2 separate regions of the Sus scrofa genome follow, and region 1 is linked to region 2. The links are chromatin contacts, called in public promoter capture Hi-C maps. All regions are on one chromosome and are shown on one strand. Each heading gives the region's core, a stretch centred on a gene start, on an enhancer-like site or on the middle of the called end of the contact. The rest is flanking DNA. Distances are from core to core; before and after follow the strand shown. Region 1 holds the start of ACTR1B (beta-centractin). Region 2 holds the start of TSGA10 (testis-specific gene 10 protein).

Region 1 (5,181 bases), core at 1,972-4,471, 1.4 Mb after region 2:
ATGGTCAAATAATTTTTGACCATGGTGACAAAACTATTCAGTGGGGAAAGTCAGTCTTTTCAACAAATGGTGCTGGGAAAGCTGGATATTCGCATGCAAAAAAATGAAATTGGACTCTTACCTAACAGTACATACAAAAATCAACTCAAAATGGGTCAAAGGCCTAAATATAAGAGCTAAAACTACAAAACTCTTAGAATAAAACATAGGGCAAAGCATCAGGGCATTAAACGTAGCGATGATATCTCAGAAATGACACCAAAGGCACAGGCAACAGAAGAAAAAACAGGTAAATTAGAATTCATGGCAATTTTTAAATTTTGTGCATCAAAAAACACTACTGGGAGTTTCCATTGTGGCCCAGCAGTAACAAACCCAACTAGAATCCATGAGAATTCGGATTCAATCTCTCGCCTTGCTCAGCTGGTGTTGCTGTGAGCTGTGTTGTAGGTTGTAGAGGTGGTTTGTATCTTGCATTGCTGTGGCTGTGGTATAGGCTGGCAGCTGCAGCTCCAATTCAACCCCTAGCTGGAAGCTCCTATATGCCACAAGTGCAGCCCTTAAGGGGGGGAGGGGGGCGGGGGGCAAAAAAAAAGATACACGTATGGCCATATAAGCAAATGACGAGATACTCAACATCACGAATCACCAAAAAGATGTAAATCAAAACTATGACGAGATATTACCTGATAACCATTAGAATGGCTACAAGCCAAACAAAAACAAAAAACAGAAATGTGAAATAACCAATGTGGTAAGGTTTGGAGAAACCAGAACCCTTGTGCATTGTTGTCAGGAATGAAAAATGATGCATCTGCTAGGGAAAAGAGTATGGCTGTTCTTCAAATAATTGAAAATAGAATTATAATATGATCCAGCAATTGCATATCTGGTTATATATCCCAGAGAACTGAAGGCAGAGTCTCAAAGTGGTATTTATACATCATTATTTTGTTGTTGTTGTCTTTTTTGCTATTTCTTGGGCCGCTCCTGCGGCATATGGAGGTTCCCCGGCTAGGGGTAGAATTGGAGCTGTAGCCACCAGCCTACGCCACAGCCACATCAACGCAGGATCCGAGCCCTGTCTGCAACCTACACCACAGCTCACAGCAGTGCCAGATCCTTAACCCACTGAGCGAGGCTAGGGATCAAACCAGCAACCTCATGGTTCCTAGTTGGATCTGTTAACCACTGAGCCATGACGGGAACTCCCTGTACATCATTGTTCATAGCAGTTTTACTCACAATAGCTAAAATGTGGAAGCAACCCAAGAATCCAACAGATGAATGGATAAGCAAAATGTACTATATACATACAATTGGATATAATGCAGCCTTAAAAATAAACGAAATTGTTATGTGGAGGATGGAGAGTTAGAGTTCTGGTCTCATAAGTTCCCTTTCCCATATTAAAGAATCTTGAGGAGTTCCCGTCGTGGCTCAGCAGTTATGAACCAACTAGCATCCATGAGGATGAAGTTTAGATCCCTGGCCTTGCTCAGCGGATAAGGATCCGGCGTTGCCGTGACCTGTGGTGTAGGTCCCAGACGTAGTATTGCTATGCTTCTGGTGTAGGCAGGTGGCTTCAGCTCTGATTGGACTCCTAGCCTGGGAAACTCCATATGCTGCAGGTGTGGCCCTAAAAAGACAAAAAGACAAATAAATAAACAAATGAAGAGTCTTGAATGTGGCTTATACAATCATTGGAGACATTTACACATAGAACATTCTGGACTCTGGCTTTCTTTGCTTTGACTTAGCCGTACATCCCGACTTATTTCTCATCAGATTATACAGAAATCCCTCATTATTTTAAATAGTTGCACAATGACCCATTTTATGAATGGATAGACACCAGATACAAACAAACATATCTATGACCTCAATTGCGTGAAATTCCACAATAGGCAAAACTAACCTGTGTCATTAGAATGCAGGACAGTGGTCTCCGAGGAGGAGGAAAAAGCAGTGAGCAAAAGGGGTGAGAGGTTTCTGGGTCATGCTTTGCTTTTTTTTTTTTTTTTTTTGTCTTTTCTAGGGCCGCTCCCGCAGCATATGGAGGTTCACAGGCTAGGGGTCAAATCGGAGCTCTGGCTGCCGGCCTATGCCAGAGCCACAGCAACTCAGGATCTGAGCTGCGTCTGCAACCTACACCACAGCTCATGGCAACGCCGGATCCTTAACCCACTGAGCAAGGCTGGGGATCAAACCCGCAACCTCATGGTTCCTAGTCAGATTCGTTAAGCACTGAGCCACGACGGGAACTCCCATGCTTTGTTTCTTAAATTCAGTGATGGTTATGATCTCGAAGAGACAGCAGTGAGTAATGACTTGGAGTGAGACCTTAATTTCCTGCTCCAGAATTGAACCTGGGCAGCCTAGATGAAAACCAGGTAACCTAGCCACTAGACTAACTACAGGCTAGAAGCAGAAGTGCCCTGATTCTTGCGCCCTGTTGAAAACTGAATGTTTCAAGGAGGCAAAGACTGTGAAAATAGGTATAAAGTTTGGAGTATAGGTATAATTCATTAAAATGTATACTTATGATTTCTGCACTTTTCTGCATGACGGTTGTGCTTCAATTTTACCAAATTTAATCTCACAGTCTAGTGGGAAAGTTATATAGAGATGCAAATAACCATGGCTCAGTTCGGTAGTGAATTCAGGACTCTCATCTAGCACTTATGCAGCAGTTGACTCCGGCACAATTGTAGGCTGCCTGCAGGCTAATCCCAGTTGCTGCTCCTTGATTCCCATATCTGTAAAATGGGGATAATAATAAAACTACCTGATACAGTTACTGCAAGGGTGTAATATAGTAATCTATAGAAAGTGGGTTAGAAGTCCTCCGCAAGCACGTGGCAGGTGCTCCATTAACTCAGCTACCGTTAGCACGAAACTGTAATTTTTACTAGGAAAAGGATCCTCCTCAATGCTCTATAAAGAAATGCTTTGGGTGAAATATCCAGCGCCAGCCTCCTCGGGTGCAGCGAGCTTAGGAGGAACGGAGTCTTCCTGGACAGGTGAACTCCCAACCCTCCTGACTCCGAACACGTCCTCTTTAAGAGTGGAGCCACGACGTCAACCCCACGCGGCGCAGCCTACCTTGGAAGCGCCCCTGCGGTTCTTCCGAGCGGCCTCCATTGGCTGGCCAGCACCCGGCGGCCCCGCCCCTTCGCCGGCCTCCGGCCCCAGGCGACCTGCGTCAATCCGCCCAGCTTGGAGCTATGATTGGCCGTGGGGCCGGCCCTCCAGAAAGCCCCGCGGGGCTTGCTTAAGCTGCGCGCTCTGGATGGGAGGGGCGCGGCGCAGCGTCTGTAGCCGCCTCCGTCCCCCTCCGTCTGCCCGCCCGCCGTTGGTCCCTCCAGCAGCCCGCCTGCTGGGCAGGGCCGGCCCGGCCCGGCCATGGAGTCCTACGACATCATCGCTAACCAGCCTGTGGTCATCGACAACGTGAGGCTCGGCGGCCGGGGGGAGGGCGGGCGCTCCGCCCTCAGGGACTCATGCGGCGGCACCTGCAGGGACCCCGGCCCGTCTCTGCCGCTCCTCTGGTCACTGCCCGCCTGCCACCCGCGCTGGCCGCCCGCGCCCCCACCTGGCCCTTAACCCGGGCCACGGGGCCAGACCCTCGCCAGCGTGGCAGAGCCCCAGCCAGAGCACTCCTGAGCCCGGCGGGGAGGTCAGGAGAGGCAGGAGTCCCATCCGTCTGGCGGCCCTTGGTCAGCATCTGGAGGGCTGGAGTGACAGCCGGGCAACCCGGCAGATGTGTGTCAGGCTCGGGGCGCACCCCGGACCCTTCTCAATTGACAGTGAGGTCACAGGGCAGGTCTCGACCCAGCCCCTTTACTACTCCTCAGGCTCTGACTCTGGCTGCCCCTCCTAGTGGAGGAGGAATGGCATTTGCCTTCTTGCACACCACTGGCCCCATGTTTCGGAGAGGGTTGGCCTGGTGACCTCTACAACAGCTCTTCCCAAGGGGCTGCACCCCCAGGCAGCACCTCCAGAGTGGGCAGGCCTTGCTGCACCCTTTTCCTGGGACAGGGGAAAATGTAAGCTAAGCTCTGCCGGCCACATAGCCACGGCCACCTGCCTGGCCACTTGGCTGTTTTGACCCTCTCCTTAAGTGCTCCAGGAGCCAAACAGAAGTTCCACAGTTGGCAGGGCAATGGAAAGAATTCAGGACTACTTTTCCCAGAACCCATGAGTACTTTGCAATAATTGTTTGACAACCTCAGGAGAAAGTTGCTTGGCTCCATTGTGGTCCTTCAACACTGGGGCTAAGCATGCTTCCTGGTCCACAGGAAGAAAATAAAGGACAGGGAGGGATCTGTGGCTCTGCTCCTAGCTGGGTATCTGCCCCTGGAGCCCTGGAGTTTTTGTTAATGACTCACTTTTCTTTCTTGGATCTGTCTCCCTGCCATTTGACTCCCATGTAATCCCTGAATGGCTGTCTTTTTTGGAGTACCCATGTGAGCACCCTGAGTCACTGCAGGGGATGCTTAATAAGAAAGCTGGAACTGGGCTTGGGGGATACTCTCCATCAGCCCATGGGAAGGACAGGGCCACTTCCTTTCTTGGCGGGCAAATAATCCACTTAGGCTAATCAAAAAGTTTAAGAGGGAACTGGTTTGCTCCCTCTGGGCTTCCAACCCCTCCTCTGTAACTTAGGGTTGTATATGTCTGCTCTACAGACCCCAAGGCTGGTGGTGGAGATCTCTGGGAACATGGGTTGAGATTCTGGTTCCTGCAGTGGATGGGGAGTTTCTAGATGCCAAGTTCCCTTCAAGATTCTAAGTTCCTTGGTGGTCTAGTGATTAGGATTCAGTGCTTTCAGCACTTTGGCCCAAGTTCAATCCCGAGTCTGGGAGCTGAGATCCCATGTCAAGCTACTGTACATTCTGGCCAAAAAAAAGGGGGGGGGATTCTAAATCCAGCTTCCATCCTGAAGCAGTGCAGAACCAAGTTCTCCTCTTGTAGGCTCTGGGGAAACCACTTGAGAAGTGCCAGCTGTCCCCAAGCATCCAATGATCTTCCCTGGGCCATCCTGTATGTGGTCCATGGCTGCTGACAGGAGGGGGCTGGGGACTGTTGGAGGGGAAAAAAAAAAAAAAAAAAAAAAAAAAACAGGCTTAGGGGTTGCTTCTAGCTGGGTTTGGGGAGTAGCATGTGCTGCTGTGGATT
Region 2 (5,387 bases), core at 1,104-3,603:
GCAGCTAGTGGTTACTACTCAGGGCAGCGATAAAGGATCAAACTGTTTCCAAGTAAACTTCTTGCATCTCAAAACAAAGCCTAAATATATTTAAGGAAAAGCACAAACCAAAACCTCCATCACCCAGCAATGTCAAATCTGCAATGTTTGGCAGCCAATAAGAACTTAAGCAGCAGAATGTGACTCATAACCAGGAGGGGAAAAATCAAGTTAACAGAAACAATCCCAGGAATGAGACAGATGAGAGAATTTATACATAATTAACAGCCATTTAAAATCCATTCCATACTTCCAAAAAGGCAGAGCAAAGCATGAACATGATGAGGTGAGAAGTGACTTTTTTTTTTAAAATCAAACTTCCAGAAATGACAAATACAAGTTGGACCTGAAAAATACTGTCGGTGGGATTGGCACCATGAAGGGAGAGTACACTTGAAGATACAGCAATACAAACTCTCCAATTAAAAAAAAAAAAAAAAAAAAAAAAGAGCAGAGCATGGATTAGCTGTGGAACAAGCAGCTTAACATGTGGGTAACTTGAGTCCCATTATTTTCAGGGAATGAGAGTGGTACCAAGGAAGAAAAAAGGCAAAATAGAGGTTTCCATGTTGAGGCTTATGAAATGACGGAGAAACCTGATCTTAGAATTGCACAGGATTATCTGTCACAAGGGAGAGAGCAAAGGTACTACAAAGGGTTAGGTGGGTCAGAATGAGGCACTTGCTACTCTACAGGTTTCCACAGAGGGAAGACAATTTTCACTTTCTTGGGCTGGAGGAAGAAGTCAGTAGTCCTTGATAGGAAAAGCAAAGAAAATCTTCATGCCCTGGTTAGTCTTTAAAATCATCTTTTTCCTACATTCTTTCCAAAGTATCATTAGTAATATCTAGGTTGCATATAATTTTTCCCCTAAAGGAAGTACGTTCCTACTTTCCATATAAATAATCCCCCTCTCCTCTCAAGCCTTCAGCTCCATCTGAGTTTTGAGGTTTTGATATTTCCCTCTATTTGTTTTCAATAATGCTTGAAAGTGAGAACGTCCTATTCAAACAATCTCAGTATTTTAGGAGGAAATGAGATTATACCGTTTTCCCTAAGATTACTTTGATGGTCTTTGAGAGCTCATGCTTCTTTATAACGTATTTTATCGGTTAGCTATAATTAATGTACCTCTTGGGACCTCTGATTTCTTTATCTCAAATAACGCGGATACTCAATTTAATTTTCTTTTTTCTTTTTTGGTCTTTTTGCTATTTCTTTGGGCTGCTCCCGCGGCATATGGAGGTTCCCAGGCTAGGGGTCCAATCGGAGCTGTAGTCACTGGCCTACGCCAGAGCCACAGCAACGCGGGATCCGAGCCGCGTCTGCAACCTACACCACAGCTCACGGCAACGCCGGATCGTTAACCCACTGAGCAAGGGCAGGGACCGAACCCGCAACCTCATGGTTCCTAGTCGGATTCGTTAACCACTGCGCCACGACGGGAACTCCTCAATTTAATTTTCTAGTATCTCCACTTACAAAGTATATGATATCTGAAAATAAGGCTACGAAATAATGAGAAAATATACTGGCACAAATCATGATAAAAAATTAGAGCAAATTGGAAAGATGTGGCACATAATTAAATGCACTCCAGTGAAATTTGTTCTAACAAAATTTGTTTATGTCTGTCAATAACATATTGTGGGAACAAAAATGAGTACTCACCTGGCAAAAACAGGAATTACTAGTCTCTTCAAATGTGAGATTATGTTTGAAATACACAGGTGAATACTATAGCAAGATCATCAGAGAACAGCTTTGAAAACCTAGTTTATCTATTTCATTTGCAGGAAATGACAGGGAGATAAAGCCACCATTAGAGTTAAGAAGTAATTGGGATATTTAAGAAAAATGAAACACGTTAAACATTAAAAAATGTTTAGAAGGCAGTATTTCAAGCTGGGCTCCAAAAATTTGCCAGAAAAACGCAATTCTCATTCTTTTTCACTAAAAAGCTCATTTCTTCACTTTTAGGTAATATGGTCAGTACTACCATGGTTGGCCAAAAGTAATACTACACCTGGTTAAGTTAAATGAGTGTTCCAAGGCTGAAGCCTGCTAACTGAAAGACAAGTTTAAATGGTATTAATAAGGAAAACAAACGATACAACATTAAATATCAAGGGAGATAGTATACCCTTTCTCTTTTTTGTGGATAAGGTATACCGGTCAGGAATCTGCGTTTTCATGGCTAGTTCTGTCACTCCCCAGACTGAACCCAGACTGGATTATGCAAGGCAGAAGAGAGTCCGCAAGGTCCCCAGACTGCAGACTGCCAGAGCTCACCGGATCACGCCAGCTCTCTCCCCAGAGGCTGCAGCTTCAGGACCGGACCTGGGGGGCTCCTCGAAAATCGGCTCCTGACTGCGGCTGAAGAGCTCACCACCCTCCCTGCTCCCAAGAGCAACTCTGGGGAGCAAAGAGTTCACTGAACATGGGTAAGAATGATATCCGATCCCCGGGAAAAATAGTACAAAAAAAGCGACAGCGAAGGAGCAGGTGTCTGAGCTGAGAGAAGGCTGCCAGAGGCAAGATAACCATGCACATGCGCGTTCCACCCAGGTGCCGCACAGCCGGCACAGAGAAAGAAAAAGTCTTGGGAAAGTGGATAGCGGCTGGTTACTAGGAGACGGGACGCTCAGGAGGGTCGTCTAGACGCTGCGTGGGCGTGCGCGGCGCGGATGGACCAGGAAGAGGCCTTTTCTCGGCGCCCTGTAAGGCGAGAGGGAGGACGTACGCGTCGCTACGTGCGTGGGTGCGTACGCACTACTTATAGTCCCCGCGAGAGGGCGTGTCGAGCCAGGTACGCGTGCGCACAGGGACTTGGGGCGCGCGGGACGGAAGCGGAGCGAAGGCGCCGGGGAGGTGGAGGACGAGCCCCCTCAGGTACAGAGCGTGAGGGCGGGGCTGACGACGGCGGCGCCGGCCGGCGCTAACGGCCCCAGCCTCCTTCCCGCCGGGTCCCGCCTCCCTCCGCCCGCCGGGGCGGGGCCAGGTCGATTTAGGGTGGGAAGGCGGGGGAAGGGGCGGAGAATGGAGACCGAGAGGGACCTGGCTCCTCAGCGGAGGTTGAGTCCTGGTAGTCGCCAGGATGAGCTCCGGAGAGGACGGCGGGCCGAGAAGCCCGGGAAGGGACCCGCAGCCCCAGGTAGAAGCGTGGGGATGCGTCGGGTTGGGGTGAAGCATCTCCTTCTCCAGAAGGCCTCTGAGAGGGCAGCTGCAAGAAGGCAGGTGTGGCGGGGGTTGGGGACTGTGGGCGACCCCTGAGGTGGGTATTAGCTACTGGACTGGGGGGCAGTAGCGAGCAGAGTTGTGGTCCAGAGAAGCCCTCCAGGAGCAAACTTTGGCCCTGTTGTCGTTTCTTGGGAGCTTAGGGTTGCGCGCTAAGTTCCTATGGTGACCGCTTCGCTTTCTGCAGCAGCTCTCCGCTTGGTTGTTGGGGGGACTGTTCTGTTTAGAGACGCTCTGGAGTGGAGCTGAGGAATTTGGAAGTCAGAGATTTGGGAATTCAACCTGGCTCTTCCTTGACTCTCAGCCTCTCACTTCTAAGCCACTTGATAGACTTTGGGAGGTGAAGGGCCGAGATTGCTTAGGCATTTGCATGAAAATCTCTTAAAATACCGTACACATTAGACACAAGAAAAGCAGGGTAAGCCGACTTTCCTTTGAAAAAAAAAAATCAATTAAATCGAATAACTGTATGGCGATGAACATGGACCCGAGTAGACATAGAAATACACTTTTTTTTTTTTCTCTAAATAAAATCAAGGATAGCGGCTTCAGAAAACGTTTGCACAGATAACAGCGTCTCAGTGTTTACCTTCTTCCACTCCAGGCGGTTATACCTCAGGATATTAGTTGTTTTAAATTTATTGATTTTCAGAATTTCAAATACAACCTTTAAGGAAATAAATAGAATAAAAATCGGGTTGAAACTAGAAGAAAATAGGTTATAGCTATAAAAGGGAAATGTCTCACTATTCAGATCGTCAGGATAAAACTGATTTTTATTTGTATTTTAATTTTGATCAATGAACTAAGCCATCTGGTCTTAATTAGTGGGTAATAAGTAGAAAAGTATGTGAATGAAAAATTTATTTTGAAGGTATACACTTCAGCATTATTTAATGGCAGCTCCCAAAATAAATCTTGTTTACCTTATGAAAAAAAAAATCACATTGCTTATAGCCCAGCATATAATGAAACGTAGATAGTCTCTGAGCTCTCTGTGTTTTCTTTTTCAGTTTGTTTTAGGATACTTTGCTTTTAAGATGCTCCATGTACAGAGGCAGTTAGAGCGGGTGTTATTCATTCCCTTTTCCCATCCAAGCTCCTTCCTATCCCAAGATAGTAATGACTTCTATGATAGCGGCTTGCTTGCTTTTCCTTACAGTTTTCCTTACCATCTTTGTGTGCGAACATGTACATTCTAGTTTGACTTGTTTTTGAGCTTTATACAAATGGAATTGTGCTAAGTATTCCTTTGTGTTTTGTTTCATGAGTCGACATCGTTTTTAAGATTTATCCTTGTTACTGCTTGTAGTTTGTTGTTTAGTGTTCCGTTGTAAGAGTGTACTGTAATTTACCTACTCTACTGTTGGTGAACATTAAGGTTGCTACAGTTTTTGGTAAATGTGAACTCCTGTGAATTTTCTTATACGCATACCCTGTGATAGTCTTTTAAAGTGAGCTAGTCAGTAAGGTAGTTCTGTTTTGTCTTAGTTATGCTATTAACATGAGTCTGTGGTATTAAATTGTTATTAAGTTCTTTTGGTCTAGAAAAACCAATTCTTTTATTTATTTATTTATGGTCACACCTGCGGCATATGGCAGTTCTCAGGCCAGGGGTTGAATCTAAGCCCCAGCTGCAACCTATGCTGCAGATGTGGCAACGTCTAATCCTTCAACCCACTGTACCAGGCTGGGGATGGAACCCGCAACTCTGCAGTGACCTGCGCCTCTGCTATCGGATTTTTTTAACCCTCTGTGCCTTGGCAGGACCTTCTAAAAAAGCCTCTTGAGAACAACTGTTTAACTCCGTCTTATGTTTCCAAGAGGAAGTGATATATGATACTTTCTCCTAAGGCCATTGTTTTATGCTCTTGGAAAAAAAAAGACAAGATTTCTTTACATATTAGTCTGGATTGGAGAAGTGAGGAGCTTGGGTTTGGATAGAGTGACTGGAGAGATTATTTGTTTTAAAGAACTGTTAAACAAATGACCTTACTATTTTGTGTGAAGTGAATTCCCAAAACATTTATTCATTAATTTTTATTATAAATAAACTACCTCAAAAATAACTCATAAAATTTTAGGTAGTTTTCTACCTCCATCTGTTAGTG

Evidence for each region. Promoter capture Hi-C pulls out the DNA fragments that hold promoters and counts their contacts.
Region 1: a contact with region 2 is called in a promoter capture Hi-C map of liver, with 7 times the contacts expected there. The contact joins the promoter of ACTR1B here to the promoter of TSGA10 in region 2. A contact is called at or near these places in 1 of 5 promoter capture datasets (liver) and 1 of 47 Hi-C or Micro-C datasets (embryonic fibroblasts).

Annotation. Positions count from the first base shown.
Region 1 is chr3:56,607,135-56,612,315 of Sscrofa11.1, forward strand. It overlaps ACTR1B (beta-centractin), which reads left to right and starts at 3,222. Exons shown (of 12, transcript XM_021087260.1): 1 at 3,222-3,453. The coding sequence starts at 3,406.
Region 2 is chr3:55,195,356-55,200,742 of Sscrofa11.1, forward strand. It overlaps TSGA10 (testis-specific gene 10 protein), which reads left to right and starts at 2,354. Exons shown (of 21, transcript XM_021087209.1): 1 at 2,354-2,483. It overlaps LOC106508550 (a long non-coding RNA gene), which reads right to left and starts at 2,751. Exons shown (of 2, transcript XR_002342527.1): 1 at 1,711-2,751.